2 separate regions of the Sus scrofa genome follow, and region 2 is linked to region 1. The links are chromatin contacts, called in public HiChIP or PLAC-seq maps. All regions are on one chromosome and are shown on one strand. Each heading gives the region's core, a stretch centred on a gene start, on an enhancer-like site or on the middle of the called end of the contact. The rest is flanking DNA. Distances are from core to core; before and after follow the strand shown. Region 1 overlaps FCHSD2 (F-BAR and double SH3 domains protein 2). Region 2 has its middle 15 kb from the start of FCHSD2.

Region 1 (6,954 bases), core at 3,978-6,477:
ATTTGTTGTTAATCAGGGACATTCCATGCTTTGGGGAGGTTTAATACTGAAGTGTTTCCTGTGGACTTTTGCTGTCAGCAGGAGACAAGCACACTTTGCTTTTTTTCAGTGCATTGTTTTTTAATTCTCTCTCTGCTTTCTGAGGCCACTTATAAGTACTATATAACTGCTGTAGCCTATATCTCATTTATTAATATATTATATTTATTTTTTATTCTTATGATGTGCTAACTAGAGTTAGTAAAGAAAGTTCTTTGTAGGGACCCATGATATGAGAACTACTTTCTTTGTAGACATTTTTAGAAGATCGTTATATAATATTGAAAAATCATAGAATTTTAGGCAGCTGGATACTGTGACATTTGTTGAGTAGATGAAAATGGAAACCGAGGCACAGTGGGTTTGAAGTGAATTGTATTGAGGTGGGCTCTAGGTTATTTCTGCTCATTTCTAAACGGGTGTACTTTCCTCTATATCTGTATTTCCCAAGCTTTTAACCAAGGAACTCATTATGGCTCCCATTTCTGGAAACATTTTGCCTATTAATAGTACATTTTAACTTAATAATTTGTTTTCTTATTTTTTACTTTTCACATATTGAGTTAGCTGTCAGTCAGTTTTGAGTCAGGATTTTAAAACGAGTAACATGAGTCCAGCCAAAGGCAAAGATACTTAAACTTTACATTAGAGAAGGCCGAGTCTACGTGTGGTTTCTCACAGATGTCCTAGAAAATCGACATGGGCTCCAGAAGCACCTGTCCATTCTTTGTAGACGTCTGAAGAGCTAGTGACCTCAAGTGAGGAGTTGCTCTGTTAACCTTCTCTAAACTGTAGGTTCAAGGGAGTCACTGGGGATTGGATTCTGAAGTCTGTTGATGGAAGTGCTGAGACTTTCTTCAGAGCTCTATGATTTTTCAATTTTCGATTAGTCTTGGAGACTGTCTAGAAAGGAAACTTAGAACTTACCTGGTCTAGAAGGTTTTTAAAACAGATTTATTGAGATATAATTCACTTACCATACAATTAATCCATGTAAGTGGTTTTTTTTTGTTTGTTTGTTTGTTTGTTTTTCTTTTTAGGGCCGCACCCACAGCATATGGAGGTTCCCAGGCTAGGGGTCATATCAGAGCTGTAGCTGCCGACCTACACCACAGCCACAGCCACATCAGATCTGAGCCACATCTTCGACCTACATCACAGCTCACAGCAATGCTAGATCCTTAATGCACTGAGTGAGGCCAGGGATTGAACCCTCAACCTCATGGTTCCTAGTCGGATTTGTTTTTACTGGGCCACGACAGGAGCTCCTAATTTTAGAAACTTTTTGACCCTCCTACAAGGCAGTTTCCCTATTAGCAGTCACTTCCCATCACCTTCTTCAGCCTTAGCAGTTACTTTCTCTATTTATGGAAATGAAATCTATATAAATGGAATCCTACAATATGTGTTCTTTGGTGACTGGCTTTTACTTAGCATAATGTTTTAGCTCATCCATGTTATAGCATTAGTGCCTCATTCCTTTTTATGGCAGAAAAACATTCCATTCTATGGGTTACCACATTTTATTGATCCATTCATTCGTTGATAGACTTTTTGCTATTATGAATAATGCTCCTTTGAACAAGTTTTTCATGGACTTATGACTTACGTCTCCATTTACCTTGGGTATGTATATACCTGGTACCACTAGGTACCACTGGGTCATATGGTAGCTTTATGTTTAACTTTCTGAGGAACTTTCAAACTGTTTTCCAAAGTGGCTGTTACCACTCTATATTCCTGCTAGCTTTAATATGTGAAGGTTCCAGTTTCTACACATCTTTATCAATGCTTGTTACATGCGGCCTATGGAAGTTCCCAGGTGAGGGGGCGAATCGGAGCTGCAGCTGCAGGCCTGTGCCACAGCCATGACAATGCTGGATCTGAGCCGCATCTGCTACCTTTTCAGCGAGGCTGGATCCTTAACCCACTGAGCAAGGCCAGGGGTCGAACCCACATTCTCATGGACACTGTGTTGGGTTCTTAACCCACTGAGCCACAATGGGAACTTGTCTTTTGATTATAGCCATTCTAATGATTGTGATGTGGTATCATATTGTGACTTTGATTTGCATTTCCCTAAGAGCTTATGATGTTGAACATTTTTTCATGTGCTTATTTCGCCAGTTGTATATCTTTGGAGAAATGTCTGTTCAAATCCTTTTCCCATTTTTAATTGGATTATTTATCTTTTTCTTACTGAGTTGTAAGAAGAAGTCTTTTTATATCTTATCCACCATATGATTTGCAAATATATGCAGTATTTGCAATATTTTTCCTACTCTGGAAGAATCACTTGAGATGATCCTTATGTGCACTAAATTTTGAGAACCACTGAAGTAATGAAAAGAATAAGGACTTTGAAGACAGACCAGAGTTTGAAACCCAGCTCTGCCACCTATTAGCTGGGTAAGCAAGGACAAGTTACTGAGATTCTCTGAGCCTCATATTTCATGTATGGAAAATAAGGTTAATGCCTCCTTGCTTTTCTGTGAAAGTTAGATGAAATAGGTGAAATACCAAGTATGGTAGGTGCTCACCATCAGTAGCCACGAGATATTGTCTTATACAAAGTTATAAGTTATTGTATTTTGTTAACTCTAAGAAGTACATTTTTTTTTTTTTTTACATTCTTACATTTCTGAAATTCAGATACATCTTAGAATTGCTTTTGGTCGTGAGGCAGTTGTCATCATCTCTTCATGCACAGGCCTTACAGAGTAGCCGTTGGCAAGCTTAGAAGAAAATCCCAGAGATAATGGTTTGAATACACATCTTGGATTGCCCAGGCTTTTGATGGCACAAAAGATGATATTGTGTGGAAAAACATGGGTATCAATGACTGATTAAAAAAAATGATTCAGGGGAGTTCCTTGGTGGCCTGGTGGTTAAGGATTCAGCATTGTCACTGCTGTGGTTTGGGTTCGATTCCTGGCCCAGAAACTTATCCATGCCCTGGGTGTGGCCAAAAAAAAAGGTTCGGAAGAGTTCAAGCCTGAATGTGACCACTTTATGACCAATTAATTTCATCTATGTCTTAAAAATTATGCATGAGTAATACATGCTAAAAATCTAATGAAGTTTGGGGAGTTTCTGTGTGGCGCAGCAGAAAAGAATCTGAGTAGGAACCATGAGGTTGTGGGTTCGATCCCTGGCCTCACTCAAGGGGTTAAGGATCGGGCGTTGCCATGAGCTGTGGTGCAGGTCGAAGACGCAGCTTGGATCCCAAGTTGCTGTGGCTGTGGTGCAGGCCAGCAGCTACAGCTCTGATTCAACTCCTAGCCTGGGAACTTCCATATGCTGTGGGTGAGGCCCTAAAAATACCAAAAGACCAAAAAGACCCACTTTTCTGAGCCTCATGTTTCTCATCTGTAAAATGATCATAATTATAATAACTTGTGGAGTAATTTTGATAATTTAAGTAACGCACACAAAAAGCTCTCTTGCATAGTGTGTGGAATATAATACTCCATAAATGCATGTGGGCTGTATTTTTTTTTTTTTTTTCGTCTTTTGTCTTTTTAGGGCCACACTCATGGCATACGGAGGTTCCCAGGCTAGTGGTCTAATCAGAGCTGTTGCTGCTGGCCTATGCCAGAGCCACAGCAACGCCAAATCTGAGGCAAGTCTGCGACCTACACCACAGCTCGTGGCAATGCCGGATTCTTAGCCCACTGATCGAGGCCAGGGATCAAATCTGCAACCTCATGGTTCCCACTTGGATTGTTTCCACTGCGCCATGACGGGAACTCCCTTTTTTTTTTGTCCTTTTAGGGCCGCACCCGTGGCATATGGAGGTTCCCAGGCTAGGGGTCTAATCGGAGCTGTAGCCACTGGCCTACACCAGAGTCACAGCAACAGGGGATCTGAGCTGAGCTTGTGACCGACACCACAGCTCACAGCAATGCCGGATCCTTAACCCACAGAGCGAGGCCAGGGATCGAACCTGCATCCTCGTGGATATCTAGATTCGTTTCTGCTGAGCCACAATGGGAACTCCTGGGCTATAATTTTGTTAAGTAATTGAGAGTTTCAATTCAGAATATGGTCCTTGACTTACTCACCCCCTAAAGAGTTAACCTGTAAGTTAAAAAATGTAATGAATCTCAGAGATAAACTGTTCACGTAGTGCTAAAGAATTTCCTTCAAGCTCAGCAGTCCTAGGTACCTTCCATCTGTTTGTGTGTTGATAATGATTCTCCTCGTGATTGGATGGCTTCTGCAATTCTCAGCGTGCTTTTCTCATGCAGCAGCATTAGGTGGAAAAAGAGAAGGGAAGCACAGTTTCTCCTCATGCAGATTTTCCCTCCTTCCCCACCTTCCTTTCATTCCACCAGGGAAGAAAATTTCTACCAGAAATTATCCCCAAAGACCTTCCCATATATCTCCGTGGCTGAGTTTGTTTTATGTACCCCTGTAGCCTCGCTGCAGAGGAGGCTGAGAATGGGATTACATTCTTGGAGAGGAGGTCTTTGCCAGCAAGAAATAGGTGGCAGGAATATGGCTTTTCTCCCCCCGTTTGCCCCGTTTGCCACAGGGACTCATTTCTAACTTACACCTAGTGTTGCCCCTAAAAGTAAAAACTGTGCTGACGTCGGATTGTGAAGGATATAGCTGGAGTTGCAGTTGTCCTAAGCGATTGGGAATAAGAGACTCCTTGGAAACCTTTTGTATCCCCTCCTGTCGACTCCTTTCGAGTTCAGGAGTAGGTTTTTGTATTCATCATCGGTAATGGGCCCACAGGCTGGTGGCGGTGAGGATTTTCCACTTCGGGATACAGCAGCGGTTAAGTGCCAGGCCGCTCGTGCTGGTCTGATAGTTGGGGAAATGGTGGCCCAAGGGCCTTTCAGGAGTTGCGCTTTTGCTGAGCTCCTTTGGCGTCTCAGGTGAGAGCATTAATAAGCACTGAGGTGGCCAGACTGAAAGCAGGGAAGGACACGTAAAAGCTAGAATTCCTCAGCAAACTAGCTGAATATCTTGCCTCTTAGTAATTGGGGCTCTGCGGTTCAGTCTTAACAGCAGAAGGTATGAAGCCTTGTACCTGAGAAGGCCTGGGGTGCTCAGTTGATGTTTTTCTTTGTAAATTCTTCAGATGTTCCTTTGAATCCCACAAAGGGTGCCAGTCTTCAGGAAAGGTCTGAGGCATAAGCATGAGGTAGTCTGCGCTGTTGACGCTCCAGTGACTAATTTGGGAACTAGGCACTGAGACTTGTAACTCTGTCCTTTGTTCCATTGCTGCAGATTTCCTGTCATGTGTTGGTCAGGGCGAACTTAATAGAACTGGAGCCGATATTTTTCTTTCATTTTATTGTTTCCTCACAGTATTCCTTGGTCATGTTTTATTTTAACACTCCGTTTGATCTCCCTTTTGGCATTCATGTGTGAGTGTCTTGTCATCCAGATGTTTTCTGTTTTGTGAACTTTGAAATAATCCCATTTCAAAAAGAAAATAATGTTATTTCTGGTGGTATAAGTGTTACCATGCCTGTGGTCCCACAGGAAACGATTGAGAATGTATATTCCATGATTATATTTTAGTGTTATTTGTTTTCCCCCTGTTGGTGGCTGGTGAAGGGGGTGAGAGGCAGAGACTTTTTATTATATACCTTTTTGGGTAAGTTTTGAATTTGGAACTACGTGAATATTATCTACTCTCAAAACTAAAAGCAAATGATTCAGTATTGGTAAAATTTTATTGCCTATCTGTTAAAGATAACATCGTAAGAGTTTATAGTAGTTGGTGCTAAAATGCCATTTTGGGTTTTTAATTAGTTTTTAGTGAAGTTGTTTTCATCATTAAATAGACTTTAAGGTTTATTTCAAATATATACCAAGTATTCCAAATATTTGTTTGTTTTTGGCTGCACCTAGGGCCGTGTGGAAGTTCCTGTGCCAGAGATGGAACCCACGCTGCAGTTGCAGCCTGCGTCACAGTTGTGGCAACTCCAGGTCCTTAACCCGTTGCACTACACAGGAACTTCTCCCAAGTATTAAGAATACTTGCTTCACAAACTTCTCTTTATAAAATGACTGGTCTCAGAGTTCCTGTCATGGCTCATTGGTTAACGAATCCGACTAGGAACCATGAGGTTGCGGGTTCGGTCCCTGCCCTTGCTCAGTGGGTTAAGGATCTGGCATTGCTGTGAGCTGTGGTGTAGGTTGCAGAAGCGGCTTGGATCTGGTGTTGCTGTGGCTGTGGTTTAGGTCTGCGGCTACAGCTCCAGTTAGACCCCTAGCCTGGGAACCTCCATATGCCGCAGGAGCAGCCCTAGAAATGGCAAAAAGACAAAACAAACAAACAAAACATAAAATGACTGGTCTCAAGCTGGTTGTCATTTAGAGTTGGGGAAATAGGCTCTGAGTACTACTGTGTTCCTTTCTGTGTTGTGGAATTGTTTTGTCCGCAGACAAGCAAACATATTAGACATATTAGATTTCTGTCCAGGCTTAAATTTTAGTTAACTTTATTCAGAAGTTTCACATCGTAATCATCATGTAAAATATTTAATATTAAAATATTAAAAATACCACAGAATATTGTTTCTGTGGTGTATTTTGTTTTTCAAGAACCACCACTTAGAATAGATAGCAAAGAAGAGGTGTAAGATTTAGAGCCTCGCGGATCTTTCAGTCTGGCTGACTAGCACAGGAGTGAAGGGAGATACCGTGTCTGGGGTTGCATGTTTTTCTCAGATCTGAAATTGTTGAAGGATTGTGTGGAAAACTGGACTTTTAGGGATCGCTTGTCTTCCAATAATTATATCTTGGCTTTTCGTTATATTTTGAGGTATTTCCATAGTCAAAAATGCCTTATCTGTTGTTGATTTTTTTTTTTTTTTAGTAAGTTAAGACCAGGCAGTTTTATGGTCGTGGAGTGAAGGGTGCCGTTTCGGAATAGAGCTAAAGTCTTGCCAT
Region 2 (7,691 bases), core at 3,807-6,306, 37 kb before region 1:
GCTAGGGGTCCAATCGGAGCTGTGGCTCCAAGCCTACGCCACAGCCACAGCCACAGCAGATGCAAGCCACATCTGCCACCTACACCACAGCTCACGGCAATGCTGGATCCTTAACCGACTGATCAAGGCCAGGGAAAAAACCTGCATCCTTGTGGACGCTAGGCAGATTAATTTCTGCTGAGTCGGAATGGGAACTCCAAGGTGGAAATTTTAAAAAGACCTTGTACTTGGATCAAATTTATAAAAGCTTGAGGTCTGAGATGAGAGGAACACAGTGAGACGTGACCATCACAAAGGTAGATATAAAGTGTGGATGCATTAGCAAAGGCATAAAGCCTAAAATATGGGAGGAGACCAACCCTCTCTTCTATGTAGCTTTGTGCCCATTTCTCAGGAATAGCTTCAGCATTGATACTCCTTCCCAGGTGATTTTAGACCCAGAACAGAGAAGATGTAGCATCACTGTCCTCTTAACTTAATAGGGCCACTTGGGGCCATAAGGCAGCTGACTTTGGGCCCTAAAGAAGACTTGGATACCCTAGGAAGCTGGTCTCGGTGCAGAGTGAGAAAGACAGTCTCACAGCAGAAGGAGCTGCTTTTACACTTAGGCGGTGAGAGTGTGAGAGCCAGGTTGGATAAGCCCAGTTGGAAAGTTTGTGGAGAGGATTCCTCTCCCGGTGGGGTGGGCTGAAAGCTTGGGAGCCCCCCACGGTGGGCCTTTGAGAGAGTCTAAGTTCCTGAATCAACCTAAGTTCTGGGCTTCTGAGGCCTTGGCCTGAAGCCACTTGGTATTATCTCAGCAACACCAGAAGCCATGCCCTCTGCTCTGTTTGTTTTGTGTGGCTTTGTTTCAGGGTATGGATCAGTATGGACCTTTAAACAACAACGAAAACCAGTCAGCGGGAGGTAGAATCCTGCTGTCCCAAGGTCATTTCTGTTGATTCTTGTCACTGGAACAACCAGCAAGCTGGGAGCCCGGGCAGTGCCTGGAGGTGGCCCCTGGCTTCCCCCTCCCCCATTTCCTTGCATTGTCAGCCCTGGGTCCCAAACCCAGTGTAGCCTGAGTAAGGACACAAGCACAGCCTTGAAAGTAAACAGACCTGGGCTTGCGTTTCTGCACTGCTGTCTACCAGCTGTGTGGCCTTGGATAAGTGGCTTTGCCTCTGAACCTCGGTTCTCTAATGTGTTACACATGGTCAAGGATGCCTGCTTCCAAGGCTGCGGGTGTTAGAAAGAAGACGTGGACAGGAGTTCCCATCGTGGCCCAGTGGTTAACGAATCCGATTAGGAACCATGAGGTTGCGGGTTCGATCCCTGGCCTTGCTCAATGGGTTAAGGATCAGGCGTTGCTGTGAGCTGTGGTGTAGGTTGCAGACACAGCTCAGATCCTGCATTGCTGTGGCTCTGGCAAAGGCCGGCAGCTACAGCTCCGATTGGACCTAGCCTGGGAACCTCCATATGCCGCAGGAGCGGCCCTAGAAAAAAGGCAAAAAAAAAAAAAAAAAAGGAAAAGAAAGAAGACATGTACATAACAGATGCTCAGCAAACGGGGGCTTCTTTCTCCTCACCCTCTCTCTCCTTGGGAGACACTGGTGCCTCCCGGTCCTGGACTGAGAGGTCGGGATCCCTGGGTCTGGGGGGTGGGTTTTGTTGTTTCCTTGACCTCAGGCAAGTCCCTGGCCGTCTTGGACCCTAGCTCCTTATCTGAGAAATAGGGTGGGGCACCCGACCCTCTCTCTCGGGGCCCCTCCCTGTCTCCAACGCCAGTAGAGCGCTGCCTGCTGGGTTTGACTTTCCTGAGTGTGGGTGGGAAACGCACTGGCCTGGGAGGCTGGCCCCTGCCCTGACACACCAGGGGACCTAGGACACGCCCTCTGCCCCTCTGGATCTTGGTCCTCCTCAGTGTAGTGAATTGGATGTCACGGGCTCTGTCGTCTCTTTGGCGCCGATGGTCCAGGATGCAGGGATGCCCAGTCAGGCAGCCATGCCCTTCGGCCTCCTCGCCTCCGGCTGTGAGCTCAGGTCTCTCGTTCTCTGTGGCAGAGTCCGCCCTGTATCCAGCTTCACCAGCTCTTCTGCATCTCGTCGAGGACGCGGAGAGCCGCTGGGCTCCCGCCCCGCTGCCCCACGGCTCCCTTCTCAGTGTTCAGTGTCCCATGAGCCTCTGGGTCTGTCTAGGCCCTTCGCTGCCGAAATGGGGGGTCCATTTCGGCCCCTCCCCACTCATCTCGCAAGAATGGCAAGAATGCTTGCTTGCAGAAAAGCCCCCTCGTGACGGCTGCACTTCTGAGCCCGTAAGCATGGCACCTGCCTCCTCACCACCCTTCCTCTGGAGCGCCGCAGAAGCGCGTGTTTCGGGCTGGGCTGTGGGCCCAGAGGACTTTATACTTTGCATGTCCTTGGAGAAGTAACCAGAGCACCCGAAAGAGGCCTGCACTTCGGTGTCACAAGCCCGACCACGTGAGGGGGGAGGCCGTTGCTGGGCTGGTCCCGTTCCAGACAGCTGGCACACGCAGGTTCCCTGCATCACACCCAACGTGGGGCTCTAGAGGTCACCGGAAACAGCGAGAGGCCAGCACGTCGGCTGGGAGCCCAGCTCCGGTCCAGCGTCACCACGGGGCCATGCCCAGAACACCCTCCCGGAGGAAGGGGGCCGCCCGGGGGTGGAGGCCTGGCTCACCCTGCTGGGCCCTCCACCTCCTGGATCTGACTTCCTCCTGGAGAGGCAGCCAGAATAGAACCTGGGTTCTCCTTCCCCTGGCACTGCTGATCATGCTGGCTACCCTGCCACCAGGTTGGTGAGGTCTGGCTGGGAATCCCGCCCCTTCCCCCCAGAGGCTGGGGGTCCCCCCTGGGCCTCCACAGTCCTGAGCCCTGATTCTCAGGGACTAGCTGACCACATGGCGCATGGCAGTGGGGATACTCCCCAACTCAAACGCTCTAGGGAAAGGGACTGAGTGTCCCGGTCCCCACCGCCCATTGTAGGGCTTGGCACAAGATAGATACGAAACTGCTTCTTCCGTCTAGGCTCCGTTTTGAGTCCTCCCAGCACTGACCCATAGAGGCCTTAGCAGAGGCTTCTGATAGAACCAGAGTTTTTGGGGCGGGGGGCTCCTGAGCCACGAATGATGCACCGCTGACGGCAGCCTCAGGGCAGATCCCGAAAGGCAGCAGAGCCTGCGCAGCAGGGTGTAAAGTGTGCTTTGGGGTCCCGGCCCTCTCTGCTTTGGTCTCAGCCCACTCCCTGCCTGGATCCTGGGCTCCAACCCACCCAGGCACCCCGCCCGTGCACTGCCAGATTTCCAGGTGTTCCAGCTCGGTGCCAGGCTTCTCACTATTTCCTCATCTCGAATGTTCTCTTCGTCCCCTTCTCCCTGGAAAACTTCTTGGCTCCAAAGTCTGCTGACTGAGGGACACAGAAGTGACCTTTCCTCTCCATGTTCTTCCAGTTTTTGTTTTTTTTTTTTTTTCTGCTTATCAGCTCAACTGGCCCCACAGTTACTGGTGCTGTTTGTCTTATTCGTCTCAAGAGGTTGCTCTGAGGGAAAGCAAATACCAGGCTCTGCAGCCTCTGTTTCCCCATCTGTAAAATGGAGACAGTGATTGCTACCCTTCCAGGTTGATAGAAGGATTAAATGAAATTAGTCAGGTCAGAACCCAGCACAGTCATCTCATTTGTCCACACACGGGGCAGGAGGGAAGACGTAGCCAACCTGCCCCACAGAGGCAAAGGCACCTAGGCTGGGGTTCTCGGCCCTATGGAAAAACTCAGCTAACCCACTGATGGCACAGCCCACCTCCCAAACCCAGGGAGGAGGGACCCGGGGCTGTGGGAGGCCGAGGGGAGAGGGCAGGCCTTTATAACATCTCCAGATATGCTGATCTTTTCCGGGCACAAGTTGTGTGCCCTGCCCGCTGCCAAGTGCATCATAACTTCAGCTCATCCTCTCGCACTCAGGCCACAGGATCCTGTTATGAATGCCACTTGGCTCCTTCCTCTCTCTACCGCCCCACACGGTGCCAGGGACACCACAATACCTAGAGTTTACTTATATGTGAAATGCCAGAAGCAGTGCCCCTCCACACAGTAAATGTGAATTTATGCTACGAGAAAGGGACTCTTTTAAAAATACACTTTAGGCGTTCCCGTCATGGCTCAGTGGTCAACGAACCTGACGAGTATCCCTGAGGACGTGGGTTCGATCCCTGGCCTCGCTCGTGGGTCAGGGATCCGTCGGTGCCGTGAGCTGTGGTGTAGGTCACAGACGTGGCTCGGATCCTGTGTTGTGTGGCTGTGGTGGAGGCCGACAGCTACAGCTCTGATTCGATCCCCTAGCCTGGGAACGTCTCTGGGCCACGGGTGTGGCCCTAAAGAGACAAATAAATGAACAAATACATACATAAATAAACTTTATCTGGAATAACTGTAGATTTATGGAAAAGTTGCAAAAATGTACGGAGATGTCTCCTATACCCGTTACCCAGTTTCCTTCGTTAACATGGTACGTTCTAAGGGACAGACACACTGTCACAACAAAGAAATTGACATTAATTACTATTTTTTGTCTCTCTCTCTCTCTCTCTTTTTTGGCGGGGGGTGGGGGGAACCTCCAACAGTGGCTATGAACTACACTCGAGGCTGTAAGTGGACTTCACCAGCGTTTGCAGCCATGTCCCACTTTTGTCCCAGGACCCAGTCCTGGCTGCCACCTTGCATTCGGTCGTCATGCCCACAGCCGAAGAGACTGACCCTGTAACTGCTGATTTCACACGGGAAAACGGGGGCGAGGGCTCTGCTCTTGGCTTCCTTCACTTTCACTTTCACCATTTCACTTCGGAAAATCCCCTTCAGACGTGCCTTTAGTCCCGAAGCTCCCCTTCCTGCCCTCCCTTCATCCAGAGGCCCCTCCCAGCCCCCAGGAGCTCGCCCTCAGCTCAGAGCTCTCCTGGCCGCCTGTTTCGTTCTTTCTTTTTAAAAATCTTTCTCGTTTGTTTGTTTTGGCTGCACCCACGGCCTGCGCAAGTTCCTGTACTGAGCCACAGCAGCCACAGCGGTGACAATGCTGAGTCCTTCACTGGGCCACCGGGGAACAGGGCCTCCTTTTCCTTACTGCCGGGATATTTAACTCTGCCCTGCTGCTCCAACCCCCCCGTTAGTGTCATCTTTAAGCGTGTCAATGGCTGTTATTCTGGGAATTATAAAACTCCTGTACGTTTTTGTTTTGGTTCCACTCTCTTCCTGGGACAGAAACTTTATGCCAAAAGTTTCCCCAACGCGAAATTTCCCCCAATTCATCCTTCCTTCCTTCTTCCCTGCAGTTCCCACCTCCCTTCTGGGAATGCTGTGGTCCCGGGGAGGCCACCTCCAGGGGTAGAAATATGACCTGAGCTCGAACAATCAGTACCTGCCACCTCTTCGGTCCAGGGATGGGTTCAAGAGAGGCTTGTCAGCCAAGGCGGCCCAGTCAAGGTGAAGCTCAGGCTCTTTGGCAGGTGCTCTGGTCCCCAGGTGCTCTCTTCGGCTCAGGTGGGAGGGATGCCTCACTATGGAGATGGGAGGCCAGTGGTCATTTTCTTAGCACACCTGGTTGCTGAGGAGTTTGGTTCAACCTGTTGAGGTAGTTGCATGAAGAAATTCTGGGTCTTTTTAATCTTCCTCATCATTCCCTTTCCTCTTTCCTCTTTTTTAACACCACAGGCAGTTTTAATAACCTTCTGGTCTTTTCTTTTAGGGCCACATCTGCAGCACATGGAAGTTTCCGGGCCATGGGGTGAATCAAAGCTGCAGCTGCCGGCCTACACCACAGCCACAGCAACACTGGGTCATTCACCCACTGAGCACGGCCAGGGATCAAACCCACATCCTCATGGATACTAGCTGGGTTCTTAACCCACCAAACCACAATGAGAACTCCTCATTCAGTTATTTAAACCTAGACCCGTCCAGTTTAAAACTTCAATCTCGGAGTTCCCCTTGTGGCGCAGTGGTTAACGAATCCAACTAGGAACCATGAGGTTGCGGGTTCGGTCCTTGCCCTTGCTCAGTGGGTTAACGATCCGGCGTTGCCGTGAGCTGTGGTTGCAGACTCAGCTTGGATCCCGTGTTGCTGTGGCTCTGGTGTAGGCCAGTAGCTACAGCTCCAATTCGACCCCTAGCCTGGGAACCTCCATATGCTGGCCCTGGAAAAGGCAAAAAAAAAAAGACAAAAAACAAAGCAAAAACTTCAACCTCTTACCCAATTCACAGCAACCCTCTACCCCACCCAGGCTAGAATGTGACTAGAGAGGCTTGGTGGCTGGGGACCGTGATAGGCCAGGGGCATGCTCCGCTCTCTTTTCTCATCACTAACTCCTGGGGGTGGAGAGAAGGCCTGTGAGCTCTCTTGCCCCCCCGGCTTCATTCTGCTTCAGAGACCTGTCCCTGACCTTGCTCCGGTTCTGTTTGCCCTTGGTGGCCTCTGTGATGTGGTGATGTCCACAGAGGGAACACCCGTGACTTCCTGGGTGTCACTCAGCTCTCCCTTGGCCCCTCATTGCCAAGGACTTCCACGGACAGGGGCTGCCTGGCCTTCCTTTGTCCCTACCATGGGTCTGTCCCCAGCCCCTCCCCCAAATGGGGGACCCTACTCCTTGTGGCTGCTGGCTGGCCCTCTGTGCCTCCTCTCAACCTCACGCTCTTTCATATGGAGCCATGGCAAGTATGAGGAACTGGGAGGGGTGCCCCATGTTCCTCCCAGGCCCCCCAATATCTTGATCCTGACAAGCTTGCTGACGTAGGCCCTTCCATGAGCCGCCTGTCTTTAGAACTCTCTAATCCACTCTCTGTGTTCACAAACAGCCCCAGTCTCGTAGGTCCCCCCTGCCCACAGCCCCACTTTCTCACCACACTTGATTCCAGCTGCAGCACCAGGATGAGCCTGCAGAGTCCCAGCTCAGAGAGCATCCAGGGGGAGAGGCCCCTTTCCCTCCCCACAGGCCCCCACTCTCTTCGAGGGAGCCTCCTGGATGCCCCATTTGGCCCTGCTTCCTCTGCCTCCCACACATACTCAGCTTTGCTGGGGAAGAGAGAGAACTAGGGGAGATGTGGAACCGTGGTGGCTTGAAATGTGGACGCATTAGCATTGAAAGAGCCCAGGAGAGCTGGTGGGATGTTCAGGCCCGATCCGCTCTCTCACTTTAGAGACAAACCCGGTCCCCAGATCTCTGACACCCCTACTCCGTAGCACAAGGTAGACCCCCTCCTGCCTCGGCGCCAAGCTCCCCATCTCCTGTTAAGGGAAAAAAATGATGCATTTACTGAGTTTCCTCGGAGGTACCTCTACCGAAAGGTGCCTTTCCTGATCACAGGAAAATAAACGCCACAGGATTTCAAATTCATGAGTCCTCGGCATTCAGTAGTTTGCCCTTTAATCTGATTAGCAAGTCCGGGGACCAGTTAGGAACCAGCAAGTGCCAGTGCTCGCGGGTACCAGACAGGCCTCAGTGGAAGAGAAGATGCTCCGAGCTTTAGCTTGAGCTTTGGGCCGACTCTGCAGAACTTTCTGTTAGCAGCTGGCCTCCTGCTCGTGCCAGCCCACGTCTCCTGCCAGGAAGGCAGACTCAGGAGGCCAGGTGCATCCTTTCTGCCTCCCTCGTTGGCACTGGCTCCTCCAGCCAGAACTCGGCTGTTCTTTCTTATCCTCTAAGGATGG

What was found. HiChIP or PLAC-seq counts read pairs in DNA pulled down with a chosen protein or histone mark.
Region 2: an H3K27ac HiChIP or PLAC-seq map of alveolar macrophages shows a contact between it and region 1. The contact joins two enhancer-like sites. A contact is called at or near these places in 1 of 5 promoter capture datasets (liver), 17 of 47 Hi-C or Micro-C datasets (alveolar macrophages, blood, brain and 7 more) and 2 of 2 datasets of contacts at active chromatin or transcription factors (alveolar macrophages and skeletal muscle).

What each region holds. Positions count from the first base shown.
Region 1 is chr9:7,595,439-7,602,392 of Sscrofa11.1, reverse strand. The region is part of intron 2 of FCHSD2 (F-BAR and double SH3 domains protein 2); the gene reads left to right. Among named protein-coding and RNA genes, the nearest start is that of FCHSD2, 21 kb to the left of the region's middle. Within about 2 kb of position 5,227, at least 13 of the 83 cell types and tissues checked have an H3K27ac peak or open chromatin away from gene starts, as enhancers often do. A contact at or near this core is called in alveolar macrophages and retroperitoneal adipose tissue, where this site is marked.
Region 2 is chr9:7,631,561-7,639,251 of Sscrofa11.1, reverse strand. No RefSeq gene overlaps it. Among named protein-coding and RNA genes, the nearest start is that of FCHSD2, 15 kb to the right of the region's middle. Within about 2 kb of position 5,056, at least 47 of the 83 cell types and tissues checked have an H3K27ac peak or open chromatin away from gene starts, as enhancers often do. A contact at or near this core is called in alveolar macrophages and retroperitoneal adipose tissue, where this site is marked.